Regions from separate parts of the Rattus norvegicus genome. Here region 2 is linked to region 1. The links are chromatin contacts, called in public Hi-C maps. All regions are on one chromosome and are shown on one strand. The core of a region is the stretch at or near the end of the contact, and the rest is flanking DNA. Distances in the headings are between cores, read along the strand shown.

Evidence for each region. A called contact is a pair of places that touch in the nucleus more often than the background predicts.
Region 2: a Hi-C map of Schwann cells shows a contact between it and region 1, with 6 times the contacts expected there. The contact joins the enhancer-like site here to the promoter of Foxc2 in region 1. A contact is called at or near these places in 12 of 12 Hi-C or Micro-C datasets (the A7r5 cell line, the Rat2 cell line, Schwann cells and 7 more) and 1 of 1 datasets of contacts at active chromatin or transcription factors (oligodendrocytes).

What each region holds. Positions count from the first base shown.
Region 1 is chr19:66,092,984-66,096,498 of GRCr8, forward strand. It overlaps Foxc2 (forkhead box C2), which reads left to right and starts at 1,735. Exons shown (of 1, transcript NM_001101680.1): 1 at 1,735-3,515. The coding sequence starts at 2,150.
Region 2 is chr19:66,498,342-66,501,835 of GRCr8, forward strand. No RefSeq gene overlaps it. Among named protein-coding and RNA genes, the nearest start is that of C19h16orf95, 27 kb to the right of the region's middle. Within about 2 kb of position 1,725, at least 5 of the 93 cell types and tissues checked have an H3K27ac peak or open chromatin away from gene starts, as enhancers often do. A contact at or near this core is called in Schwann cells, where this site is marked.

The DNA of each region.
Region 1 (3,515 bases), core at 485-2,984:
AATTTAAAGGGGAGAGGAGGAATTAGCCAAAAAAAGAATCCAGAACAGCAGCCACAAAAATGTGTTTCCCAAGATACTCCATCCAGGTCAGGGGCCCCAGTTCTGCCCTTTCCTTTAAATTCTGGTCATCGAGTCAAAGATAATACGCATAAATACTTATTTTGCTGTTCCGATGTTAAGCCGTGTAATGTCACTAAAGTCTCCTCACCCACCGTGTCAAAGCTGAAAAGGAGTTCTACTCTCTCACAGCCTTTAGTGGAAAATCTAACGGCGGTGGGGATGGGGGGTGGGGGTCGGAGAAGAAGAGAGGCTGAAACACATGTTTTATCTGTCGCCTTCTTCCCTGCCCAACCGGACCAACGACTTCCAGAAGGTTCTACAAGGCATAGAGCCTTTCCGTAGGGACCTCTCAGTGCTTCTGAGGAAGCGGACGAGCAGGGATCCGATGAAGACTGGAGGTGTTGAAGGAATAAATAACCAGTCCACAAATAAACAAACTGTCCCGGGGATTCCTAGAGGGAAGGAGCAAGCTTGAAGGTCGGGGGAACTCGGTGTCGCTGTGCGGCAAGGCTGCCAACGAAAAAATCCTTCAGCTACCAGGCCCTCTAAGGAGCTCTTGATCCTCAACTCACCTAATCAAAACTCAGTCAAACAAACAGCCTGAACTATGGTCAATTTACGGGATCCCAAAGATGCTGGCCGCAGAGTGGGATCCTCGTTGGGCCCAGCACTGGCTAAGGAAGCGGGTCGGAAGCCACGCAGTGCCGCACTCCTTTGCGTCTCCAGCGGCGAAGCCGGGGTGGAAGGCAGGCCTGGGGCTCCCAACACCGAACGGGAACACCAGCTCCTGGGGGCTGGCTGCCTTTAGGCAGCGCTTTCATAGGTACGGAGAAGAGAGAGCAGCCGGAACGGGTGGCATGGGTGGGGAGAGGAGACCAGGAAAGCAATTGTTAGGTTCACTCGCTTCCCCGAGCCCCAGGTAATGGACTGGAGACGCAGATCGATCACCTAAGCCTCAGTGAAGAGCGAGGACCAATTGCTCCTTAGCTGTTATCTTGCTGGCTTGGCTTTCCCACCAAACCTTCCTTCCCAGCCCGACCCCCTCGTGAAGGCGAGTGCAACCGAATTCTACAACCCGGCCTCCTTTGTGGGCTCATCCTCAACACTCCGACCTGGAAACGTCCTTAGGATTATTCACCACTGCGATCAACAGGCCCCACACACTCAGTCCATTTGCTCTGAACCCATTACAACTAGGCCTCGATAATTAATAAGTCTAATTATTCGCCTTTTCACCCAATAATTAAAGAAAAAATCTCCAGGCTCTTTCTTACTTACAAGGTCTTGGGGGCAGATCTTCGCCCAACTTCCATCAATTCAATTTTGTATTTCAAACTAATCATCTTTTTGTTTTGCAAAGGAACGGGTTTTTATTTTTTGCTCTGGGCACGTGGTCTCGTTAAACAAAATGTGATAATAAAATAAAATTTAATAAGATGTAACTCATTTTTAAAAGTCCTCAGGTTAACTTGAGCTGGGGTTGGGGGGGGCAAGCTGGCTAAGAGCAGCTGGGTCTTAGAGCCGACGGATTCAGGCGCTCCTCGTTCTGATTGGTGCCATCCTTCCTAGAGCTGCCAGATGATTGGTGCAAACTTCCTGGAGGGGGCGCGGCCTGAAGAAAGTAAAAACTCGCTTTGAGCCAGAAGACTTTTGAAACTTTTCCCAATCCCTAAAAGGGACTTCGCTTCTTTTTCCGGGCTCGGCCGCGCAGCCTCTCCGGATCCCAGCTCGCGGACACTGTGGGCTGCCGTTCTCCTGGCGGAGCCCCGAGAGCCGCTGTCTCCTTTTCTAGCACTCCGAAGGGCTGGTCTAGCTCCACGGTCGCGCGTGGCGTCTGTGCCGCCAGCTCAGGGCTTCCATCCGCCGGTCCGAGAGCGCGCGGCCAGCCGGGCCGCCCGGGGTGCGCCCTCCAGGATGCTGATCCGCCCGGTCGGCTGAACCCGAGCGCCAGCGCGCGTGGCCCGCGAGGCTGCCCCGAGCCAGGGCTGCCCGCATCGCTCCGTCCCTTCCTGCTCTCTTGCTCCGGGCCTCGCTCCCCGCGGGCCGCAGTCGGTGCGCGCAGGCGGCGGCCGGGCGTCTGGGACGCAGCATGCAGGCGCGCTACTCGGTGTCGGACCCCAACGCCCTGGGAGTGGTACCCTACTTGAGCGAGCAAAACTACTACCGGGCGGCGGGCAGCTACGGCGGCATGGCCAGCCCCATGGGCGTCTACTCCGGCCACCCGGAGCAGTACGGCGCCGGCATGGGCCGCTCTTACGCGCCCTACCACCACCAGCCCGCGGCGCCCAAGGACCTGGTGAAGCCGCCCTACAGCTACATAGCGCTCATCACCATGGCGATCCAGAACGCGCCGGAGAAGAAGATCACCCTGAACGGCATCTACCAGTTCATCATGGACCGTTTTCCCTTCTACCGCGAGAACAAGCAGGGCTGGCAGAACAGCATCCGCCACAACCTGTCGCTCAACGAGTGCTTCGTGAAGGTGCCGCGCGATGACAAGAAGCCAGGCAAAGGTAGCTACTGGACGCTCGACCCGGACTCCTACAATATGTTCGAGAACGGCAGCTTCCTGCGGCGGCGGCGGCGCTTCAAGAAGAAGGACGTGCCCAAGGATAAGGAGGAGCGGGCCCACCTCAAGGAGCCGCCCCCTGCCTCGGCCAAAGGCGCCCCGACAGGGACCCCGGTAGCTGACGGGCCCAAGGAGGCCGAGAAGAAAGTGGTGGTCAAGAGCGAGGCGGCGTCACCCGCGCTGCCGGTCATCACCAAGGTGGAGACGCTGAGTCCCGAGGGCGCGCTGCAAGCCAGTCCCCGCAGCTCAGCCTCCACGCCTGCCGGCTCCCCAGACGGCTCGCTGCCGGAGCACCACGCCGCCGCGCCCAACGGGCTGCCCGGCTTCAGCGTGGAGACCATCATGACGCTGCGCACGTCGCCTCCGGGCGGCGATCTGAGCCCAGCGGCCGCGCGCGCCGGCCTGGTGGTGCCACCGCTGGCGCTGCCATACGCCGCAGCTCCACCAGCCGCTTACGCACAGCCGTGCGCGCAGGGCCTGGAGGCTGCGGGCTCCGCGGGCTACCAGTGCAGCATGCGGGCTATGAGTCTGTACACCGGGGCCGAGCGGCCTGCGCACGTGTGCGTTCCGCCCGCGCTGGACGAGGCTCTGTCGGACCACCCGAGCGGCCCCGGCTCCCCGCTCGGCGCCCTCAACCTCGCAGCGGGTCAGGAGGGTGCGTTGGGGGCCTCGGGCCACCACCACCAGCATCACAGTCACCTCCACCCGCAGGCGCCGCCGCCCGCCCCGCAGCCCCCTCCCGCGCCGCAGCCCGCCACCCAGGCCACCTCCTGGTATCTGAACCACGGCGGGGACCTGAGCCACCTCCCCGGCCACACGTTCGCGACCCAACAGCAAACTTTCCCCAATGTCCGGGAGATGTTCAACTCGCACCGGCTAGGACTGG
Region 2 (3,494 bases), core at 475-2,974, 410 kb after region 1:
TGAAGACAATAACAGATGTCAGTCCCTGGCCTCCATTCGCAATACGCATCTACATACACACTTGCCACACACACAAACACATACATACACCACACACACAAACACATACATATATCACACACAAGCACATACATACACCAGACACAAACACATACATATACCTCACATATACAAATACATACATACACCTCACATATACAAACACATACATATACCACACACACAAACACATACACACACCACACACAAACACATACATATACCACACACACAAACACATACATACACTTCTCATATACAAACACATACATACACCTCACATATACAAATACATACATATACCACACACAAATACATACATACACTTCTCATATACAAACACATACATACACCTCACATATACAAACACATACATACACCTCACATATACAAATACATACATATACCACACACAAATACATACATACACTTCTCATATACAAACACATACATACACTTCTCATATACAAACACATACATACACCTCACATATACAAACACATACATACACCTCACATATACAAACACATACATACACCTTACATATACAAATACATACATATACCACACATACATACATATACCACACACACATACAAACACATACATATACCACACATACACACATACCACACACACACATAAACACATATATATATCACACATACAGAAACACATACATATACCACACATATACAAACACATACACCACATACAGAAACACATCTATATGCCACACATACACAAACACACACATAACACAGTACACAAACACATACATATACCACACACACACACACACACACAAACATACACATATCACACATATACAAAATTACTCCAGGGGTTGGGGATTTGGCTCAGTGGTAGAGCGCTTACCTAGGAAGCGCAAGGTCCTGGGTTCGGTCCCCAGCCCCGAAAAAAAAAGAAAAAGAAAAAAATTACTCCAGTCCAGGAAAAATATCAACAAAGACAACCTTTGTCTGAAAATGCCATATAAAATCCAATGTTTCATCTGTACTTACAGGGAGAGGAACACAAGCCCGTGTGTGGAGGTCAGAGGACAACTTCAGGGGGTCAGCTTGTCAGCAAGTGTCTTTACTTGATGGAGCCATCTCCCTTATCCTACATGCTAATTTAAAAGTCAAAAATTGAGAGAGAGAGAAGAAAAGAAACTTTAACAGGGAGATGGCAGTTGCCATGAGTGGTGGAATCAGTCAGGCCACTGGAACAAAGACAGAACAAACATGGAGTCTGCAGCTCCCACACTGGTAACAGGCATGGCGGGACTCTTGGAATGAGAGAAAAGATATTTGTACTGCACTGAAAACCAAGAAGGCAGCGTGTCGAACAAGGCTCCTTCACGTGTGTGCAGGAAGGCCCTGCGATCACAGACACACGGGAGTGTGTCACAAATAGCCCTTCACAGCTGCTGAAGAAATGAGGGAGATCAGCTGGGGGGTGTGGGGGCTCTTGCTGTGAACCTGAGGTGCAGCCAGGGGGAGGGGACATCTGGGATTACAGACTGTCACTTGAGCGGAGAGCCAGGAAACACTCCGCGTGCCTGCCACTCTGATTTTACACTCCAGACCCCTGAACAAAAGCCACACTGTGAGGTGCTTGGCGGGGGCTGCAGAGGGCAGGGCTGCCGGGTCCCTCTCACGTTAAGGACTTCCGGGTGTTGACTAAACCTGTGAGTGTTCCAGGCTCCGCCTCCTCCTGGCTGCCAGAAGCTGGGGTCCTGCTCAGGGACAGTGTGCCTGTGCCTCACCTGGAGACGTTCCTGGCCCCCAGTACTGCCCCTACAGTCTGGTACTGTCCCTGGTAAACCTACAGTTGACATCTGCCTCCCAATAGAAAGCCAAACAGCAAGCAGTCCGAAGACACACACACACGTATCTGCATGTGTGTGCATACATGTGCATATGCGTGCGTGCCTGTCTGTATACACACGTACGGGTATATGTAAGTTCAGAGCTAGATCCAAAGCCCCCCCCCCGCCCAGGATAGCAGTCAACGCCACAGCTGACCATCCAGGAGAAGCCAGGGGAAGCCACAAGCTACAGAGGCCCAGAGCCCCCTGCACTGATTTACAGAGTTTACCCAGCAGCTTCCAGAATGATCCACCTGGCCCTCCAGATACAGCCCTGGAGATTCCACAGATCTAGCCTTCTACTGGGGTCTGAGGTCCTAGTGAGAAAGAGTAGGAGCCTAGGGAATGAGCATAAAGGCAGCTGGGTCCGGCCACCTCCTCACAGTAAAGGTAGCCACCACAGGAGGCCTCCGTACCAGCAAGGATGAGCAGAAGCTAGAGAGAAGCAGAAGTAGGGGAAATCAAGTCAGGAGTGGGTCTCAAGGAGGCCTAAGCAGCCAGGGGTCCCTTGAAATGGATGACTGCTCCCAGACCTGATCTCTCAAACAGGAAACCGCAGGGATAACCTGGATGCGGTATTTCAGGGAGTGTGTGTCTGGAGCTGTGTACTCGGTCCTTGCTGGACGGGTTCCCTGGGACAGGGTAACACCGACCCTGGTGCGAAGTCACTCTAGAAGCACAGCAGCCAGGAATCAGAGAGTGAGTGTGTCCTTTCTCACGCAGGTGTCCACTGCCTCTCTTCCCCTGAATGGCCCTCCTCTGGCCCCTGGCTGGGTCTCTCCTCCTCTCTACCTTTGCCTGGGCTGTCCCTCTGCTCACCGTGCCCCTTCCAGACGCTCAGAAAGAATCCTCTATGTCCTTATGTGAGATCCTCCCTCAGATTTCTCTGTCTGTGACCTAGAGGGAACCCTCAAAAACAGCCATGATGCCCTCTCCCCTCAGGCCCTCAAGGAGGGTCCAGCCTGAGTAACCTGGGTGTGTCAGAGCTCTTCACGCACCTGGCTGCAGCCCCCGTGAAACCTGCAGCCATGGAGCAGGCATGGCTGAGCTCTTGATACCCAGACTCCTGCATCTGCCTTTGAGGGTAGGAAACCAGGGCGTGTCTGAAGCTTGGGTACCAGGCTGTGCACCTGCGGTGTGCTCCAGAAGTGTTTCAGGGTCTCTAAGGGACAGAAAGCCTGGGTGAGGGACTCAAGCTGGGGCATCGATCAGTGTCCAGCCTGAGCCTTCCCACAGGTACCCAGCCAAGAGCTGACCAAGAACTGAACAAAAGTTTCTTCTAAATCAAACGGGCCTCAGGACTTAGTGCACAGCCCCGGGCAGAGACCTGAACTCATTTCTATTTTTTTTTCCCCCTTCCACGATACTGGCCCAAAGCTCCATCACTTCCTCTTGCAGCTCGGGGATAAACCTTCTCTGAGTCCTCTAGCTGGGTCCATAAAGCGGGAGACAGTGCCACCTTCTGGAGGTCAGGTGCAGAACAGCAACGTCTAGCCTGATGCGACCAAGTAGCAGAAATCCCTTGGCTGGCCTTGAGAGCAGAGCTACTAGCCCTAGTAGCTCTATACTAGGTACAGAGTAA